2 separate regions of the Anser cygnoides genome follow, and region 1 is linked to region 2. A link is a contact called in public Hi-C data. All regions are on one chromosome and are shown on one strand. Each heading gives the region's core, a stretch centred on a gene start, on an enhancer-like site or on the middle of the called end of the contact. The rest is flanking DNA. Distances are from core to core; before and after follow the strand shown.

Region 1 (3,306 bases), core at 205-2,704, 210 kb before region 2:
GTCGGGGACCGTCTCGCCCCGCAATGACAAAAGGCGGAGGAGCTGCGAGCCCCGGCTCCAGATGTACGCCGGAGCCTTTCTTCCCGAGCCTCCCCTCCAAGCGCACGGTTCGCGGGCAGGGCAGCGGCACGGCTCTGTGCTGACAGTCGGCGACCCTTGCATTTCCAGCCTCCATTTGCCTTTCCGTCCCCCCCCCCCCCCCCCCCCCCAAGAATCCCTAAATTAAAAGCTCCGTTTCCACACGCCATTCCGGAGAGCCAGACCGCCTGATTGTGCTTTTAGCGCGCCGGGAGCGCGGGGGACAGGCAGCCTTCCCCCCCCCCGGCGGGGCTTGTTTGAAGCTTTGTTTGCAAATCATAAAATCCAAGACGGGCGGGGGGCCGGGGACCCGTCTGTCGGTTTGGGGGGCGCCAGGACCCCCGCCCCGCCTGGGGGCGATGCTGCCCCGGCCCCGCAAGGACCGGCGGAGCAGCTTCGGGACCCCGCCGAGCAAAGTTGCACGGAAAGAGGGAGGGGGGGGACATGGGGAAGGGGGGGGGGGGGGACAGTTGAGGCGATGGCCTCAACTTTTTGCAGTCGGGAGAAAAGTGCGGGGCCGGGAGCGCCGTGTGGGGGCTGGCCCGGTGCGGGGGGGGCAGCTCCCCCCCCCCCCGGTAAAGAAGGTGGAAAAGCAGCAGCCCCCTGACGGGGGGGACCCCGCGGGGAAGGGGGCACTACGAAGTGAGACGGCAAGTGTAGGGGAACCTGGATGGGCAGGGAGCACGGGAGCAGAGGCTGCCTCCTGCCAAAGGAGGGAGTTGGGGGTGACGGTCTCATCCCTCCCTGCTGAATATTCAGCGCCCCCCCCCCGCCCCTTACCTGCTCTCCCTGAGCTCTGAGCCATGGCTCCCCTGCCTAATGGCCCGTCTCCCCGGGACGCTGCAAGCCAGGAGATCCGCCGCGGCCTTTTCTTCGCTTCTCTCCTCCCCGCTTGGGTGTCTTGCTTTCCCCCGCTGACTTTCGAGATCTAGGCGCAACCACCCAAAACTAAACGGTTTAGATAACAACACACACACACACACACACGCACACCAGAGCACCACCACCACCACTACCAAAAAAAAAAATAGCCAGCCACAGAGAAAGACCCGCCGCTCTACTGAGCCGGGACAGGCTAAAAGGAGGGGAAAATAAATAACAATCAAAGCAAACGCAGCGCTGCTGCTTATAAAAGTGGCGGGGGGACTCACCTGCTCCAGTGCGGCAGGGCTGTACAGCCGGGAGGAACGGGGACCGGGGGGGTCCGCGCGGGGGGGCAGCGCCCGGCCCCTGGTTCCGATCCCCCGTGCCCCCCTCCCACAAAGCGGCTACCTGTGGGGGAGCCTTGTTGCGGCAGCACATTAATTTGTTGTCTTATTACCATAAAAATGTGCTCGGAGAGGGGCTGGCGGGGACAGGGGACAGGAGACGAGGCAGGACAGGGGAGGAACTTCCTGGGACTTGGGCAGGAGGCGGCGGGCTCGCCGCGGGGGCCGGGCGGCTCCGGGGGGGCCGGGAGGCTCCGGGGGGGTCGGGCGGCTACGGGGGGGGGGGCCCGGGCAGCTCCCCAAGGGGGGGCCGGGGCCGGGGCCCCTCCGCTCGCTGGTGCTGCGGCGGGCGACACTCGGGGGCTGCCCCGGCGAGCGCCCGGCGCGGGGCTCCGGGAGGGCGGCCGCCGTCCGTCCGTCCGTCCGTCCGTCCGTCCGCTCGGCCGCCCCGCGCTCCGCCGCCGCGTTTCGGTGCAGGCTTCTCGGTTGGGAAGAGAGAATAAAGGAAAGCGCACACGGCAGAGAAAATAAGAAAAATTCCCCGTGCTAAAGACATCACCGAGCGGATATTTTTCTTTCTCTCTTTCTCCCCCCCTCTTCCATCTCCCCATTGATTGAAAGTCTCGCTCAGCTCCAACAAGGAGTCCCAGGAAAAATGAACCATTCTGCTATCGATTCTTCATTAAAATTACATTTCTGCATTTGCTAAATTGGTTTTAAAAAGCTTCCCCTGTTATTATTGTCTTGTCAGAGCCGGCGGTGCTGGGCAAACAGTATTTAAAAGCTTGGGACCTCTCCAAGATGAGGCTGCTGGGGGGTTTGTGTGTGCGCGCGTGTGTTTCTTTTTCTAAAGTGCTTAGGAAAATGTGTACAACGCGGGCTGGCGAGGAGCACGCCACAGACAAGTGGATCAGTGTTAAAATAAAGAAGGTGCGGGGAGCGCTTTCCTTCATAACACTTAAACCCCATCGACTGTCGCTTCGAGCAAAGAAAAAAAAAGTTCCATTTTCAATACTAAAACGGGGCGCCGAAAGCCGACGACGGCGGCAGCGGGTATTTTTCTGCCACGCCGTCCCCAGCCCGGCTGGGCAGCAGGCGCCGGGGCTGCCCTGAGCGCATCCTCGCCCCGCTGCTGCTGCTGCTCTGAGCCGTGCTGCTGCCGCCGGGAGAGCTTTAAATAAGTCCGGCTAACCCCCACGCACACCGGAGTGCTCGACCTGGCCCCAAGGAGCCCCACGGAATCCCCCCCCCCCCCCCCAAACTGCTGTGGGAAAAACCCAGGAGGGACTCTGGGAGATTTACTCTGAATTCTGCAAATTCTCTCTCGAAAGAGCAGGGAAGCAGAAATGTCTTCCTGATGTGTTTATCCCCTAATCAGTTCATTAGTTATAAACAACATGACATTAGAAGTTAGGAGGCAGTTGATATTAATTTTTATTTAACTAGTTGATGTTTAATCCGTCACGCCAGGCTGCTTAGAGAGAGCTGCCTGACACAAACCAGTTAGAACTTCATACACGGCGATGATTGTCCGGGCACCGGGACAAACAGCCGGCGGGGGGGCGGCCGGGGGCAGGGGGGGCGAGGGGGGGCGAGGGGGAGAGGGGCGAGCCCGGGAGGGAGAGGAAAGCGGGACAGAAGGCTGGGAGGTGCCCCTCCCGGGAGGGGGAGAGGGGGAGAAAGACGTGAAAATGCAGAGAGAGGGGGAAAAAAAAATAAGGGGGGGGGGGGCGGCAAAGTGCCTGCCGCAGGCTGAGCGGGGGGGGCGGCGGTCGGGGCAGCCCGGGGGTTCCCGGCCGGCCGGGGGCGGCGTGGGGCCGCGCAGAGCCGAGCGAGCCCTCGGCTTAATTATAAGGCGCGCCGCTTAATTAGGACGGGGGGCAACACCAACCCGTGGTGGGACCGGGACAAACGGGGATGGGGCTTCTCCCGGCTCCCCGGGCCAGGGGGGCAACCTGGGGCGTCAGGGGGCGACCCTCGGGCAGAGAGCAAAAGCGCTGCCGCTGGTGAAGGGAGCCGG
Region 2 (3,041 bases), core at 401-2,900:
GCCAAGCACAGCACGGCCAAGGCAGCACTGCTCCAACCCACAGCACGGACACGTAGACGCCTGACAACTAAGCTGGGCTTACTGAGCTTATATTTAGAAAAAGGGGGCAGTTTCAGTCTCAGCAGTGTCGAAATGTATCCTGATCTGCATCTGCACAACAGGGGACAGCTTGGGCTTGTGATCATAATCAATCCACTCGCCATGGCTCAGTCAGGTACCTCCCATCAGCTAGGCTGCAGAAATTACTTTTTTGGGGGGTCTTGTGGCCCAGATCCACTGCAGAGATGGCTTGGTGGCAGAGACACCCGGGTCCCTTAAATTACAAACCCGTGCGCAGGGACTGGGTTATCACACAGGTGGTATTCACAGTGTGATGCCTGCACTGGTCTTGGTGGTAGCTTGTGTAAGGCCAGCTTTAGACCCAGGGCAGTCCAGGATTCAAGTATAGCAAGGTGGGAAGGAGTCCTTCCCTGACAAGATTTTGCCTCAGAGGAAGACCCGAAAAAAAGTTCAGCTGGAGGTCCTGGTGAAAAGGGTGTCTGCAGGCCCACCCGCACAGTGCTCCAGTTGCACCCAAACAGTGAATTCATCTGGCAGAAGTTCTGGGGAAAGTGAAAAAAAATACATACATGGAGACAGAAACTAGCCCCACCAACCGCTCGCACCGTTTGACATTAAAAAGTGCTGACAGCAGGGCGGGAGGAGAGGAATGGAAGAAGGGCCACTTTCATCTCATGACAGTCTCCTGCCAGCCCCAGCCACCGCGTCTCCCTCTCGGCCCCCCCTCCCAGCCCCTTGCTTTCCTAGGCATTTTATTAAAAAGGGTCACAGCCCGCATTAGGGTCCCTCCCACAGCCCCGGCCAAAGGAAAACACCCGCCTGTCCCTGTGACCCCCACCAGCCCAGACCTCCGGCTCCATCGCTGCTTCCTCCCCTCGAGAAGCACCATCTCCATCCCACCCTCCAAGTTTCACAGCGAAACATCAAGGCAAAGGGCTCCACGCAGGGGGAAGGTCTCCCCCCCATTTCTTTTTCTCTTACATTAATTATCTCATTTAGTTGAAAGAAAAGTCCAAAAATGAAGCTTTCCCTTGGCAATTTATGATGCTGGCGCAGTAATTTATGGCTCAATACAACTTTATTTTGCTCGTTCTTTACACACACACACACATACACACACACAGAGATACACTTAAGGAGACACTAACCTGAATTTATCACACTAAGTACCTGCCTGCTGTAAGTAAAGAGCTAAACATAATTTACAAGGCAGGACAGGGAGGGGCTCGCATGTGGGGGGAAACATTTAGAAGAGTTAATGTTTGAAAGTCAGTCTTTGAAGGTAGGAGGCTCCTCTGGATAGAAAAAGAAAACCTAACTAATTAAAACTGATGTATCAGTTTCAGAAGAAGAATGCGCTGGTAATGAAACTGCTTGGGCAAAAACAACAGGCAGCAGAGTTAGCCACCGCGGCTGAGACACCCTCCGGGGAGAAGGTCCCAATTCCAGCCTCAAACCAATGGGGTCTGCGATTTAACTTCCTGGGGCAGTAGCCAAAACCTCCCGTCAAAGTGGCTGGTCCCATGTGGGACGCATGACAGGGGGCAGAAGCAAATGTGGGTCATCTGTAGGACCTGAGTCATGGCCATGGCATGCTAACAATGTGACCCACTGCAGTTCCCATCAGAGGACGAGGGAGGGAACTAGCTGTGGATGTGTGCTGGTCGCTTCAGGAGCAACTAGGCACAGCAGATGGTCAAAGGAGAGAATATACCTGCCCCAAAACGCTGACCAACAGGGCAGGCAACAGCAGGGAAAGAGCAGAGGCCACTTGCTTGGGTGATTCAGCGGCTCTGTAGTATGGCTGGTACTCTGGCATTAAGGTGTTTGCTGGGCATCACAAATCAAGTGCAAGAGGTTTTCAAGCACACCTGTCTTGACAGTGTGTGCATATGTGAATTGATGGGTGCCCGACTATAAGTAAAGGTCCACCTTGCCCAGATCCTTACTCCAGCTGAAACCTTCCATGTTGCCACACTCACATCTTTCCAGGCTGTGCCACCTCCAAGAGATACAGGAAAGGGAGATCAAATGGAAACATCCTGGCTTCATCTCTGCGTTTTCCCCTAGAGCCTCACCCAGCCAGCCCCCTTCTCCAAAGCTCCATGACTCTAATGTCCAGGTGAGAGGTCCTTCCACACGCTGCATCCAGAAAGATGAAGGCAATAAATACTGAACAAGAAAGTATGCTGAGACAAGAAATGTGCAAAACATCTCAACTGCTAGCTGCTTTTCTTTTGTGCACCTGAACTTCCTAACTTCACAAGGCATCTCTATCTTCCAGCTAGGAAACTGAGCCGTCCAGTGACTCGGACCTGGGTCACGTAGCAAGCAAATGCCATTAAATTGATGTCAGCTGAGTGCTAGGTGAGCCCCCTGCAGCCAGACAATTCTTCCGCTCCGGGGGACCAGCAGTCTATTTGATGGGGCACTGACTTTAACCCCATCCCACTGTCTTTGTACAGGACCAAGTGCACAGATTCCTCTGTATCACAGACTTCTTTTGCCTTTACACACCCAAAGAACCAAAACCTACCAGGATAGGAGGTAAGTATGGGTTTGAAGGAAGGAAGCAAAAAATGACCTTTTGTTAAAAAAAAATAAATAAATAAAGAATTGTTGTTAAAGTGATTAGAGAAATGCTCATTACCCAAACGCAGATTCATTCAAAATGTGTCTTTCTGAAAAACGGTCAAGCTGACAGTGTCCCTTTAAAGCAATGTGGCTCTGCTTTGGGCAAAAGTACACAAGACAATAGCCTGCGCTTGTCAATCTACCCAGCAAATTTCTCGAGCTCAACAACAAAACCCCCAGAAGGTGATCTGTATGTAAACATAAAACACCCGCTCAGTTTGGTAGGAAAGGTGTTATTTTTCTTACTGCTTTCTCCGTAGACATCAGCTTGTTCACAAATCTTACAGCAACCCGCAGCTGTGGCATTAAACAGGTGAGGAGAATAAGGTTTTTTCTTATTGATTTAG

The links. Hi-C and Micro-C count contacts between places; a contact is called where the count stands out from the background.
Region 1: a Hi-C map of granulosa cells shows a contact between it and region 2, with 1.6 times the contacts expected there. The contact joins the promoter of PAX2 here to the enhancer-like site in region 2. A contact is called at or near these places in 2 of 7 Hi-C or Micro-C datasets (granulosa cells and liver).

The regions. Positions count from the first base shown.
Region 1 is chr7:20,409,589-20,412,894 of Taihu_goose_T2T_genome, reverse strand. PAX2 (paired box 2) reads right to left here and starts at 1,454. Exons shown (of 12, transcript XM_067000447.1): 1 at 1,230-1,454; 2 at 859-1,006. The coding sequence starts at 883. All of the region lies in intron 4 of LOC136791237 (a long non-coding RNA gene), which reads left to right.
Region 2 is chr7:20,202,225-20,205,265 of Taihu_goose_T2T_genome, reverse strand. No RefSeq gene overlaps it. Among named protein-coding and RNA genes, the nearest start is that of HIF1AN, 30 kb to the right of the region's middle. Within about 2 kb of position 1,650, at least 1 of the 3 cell types and tissues checked has open chromatin away from gene starts, as enhancers often do.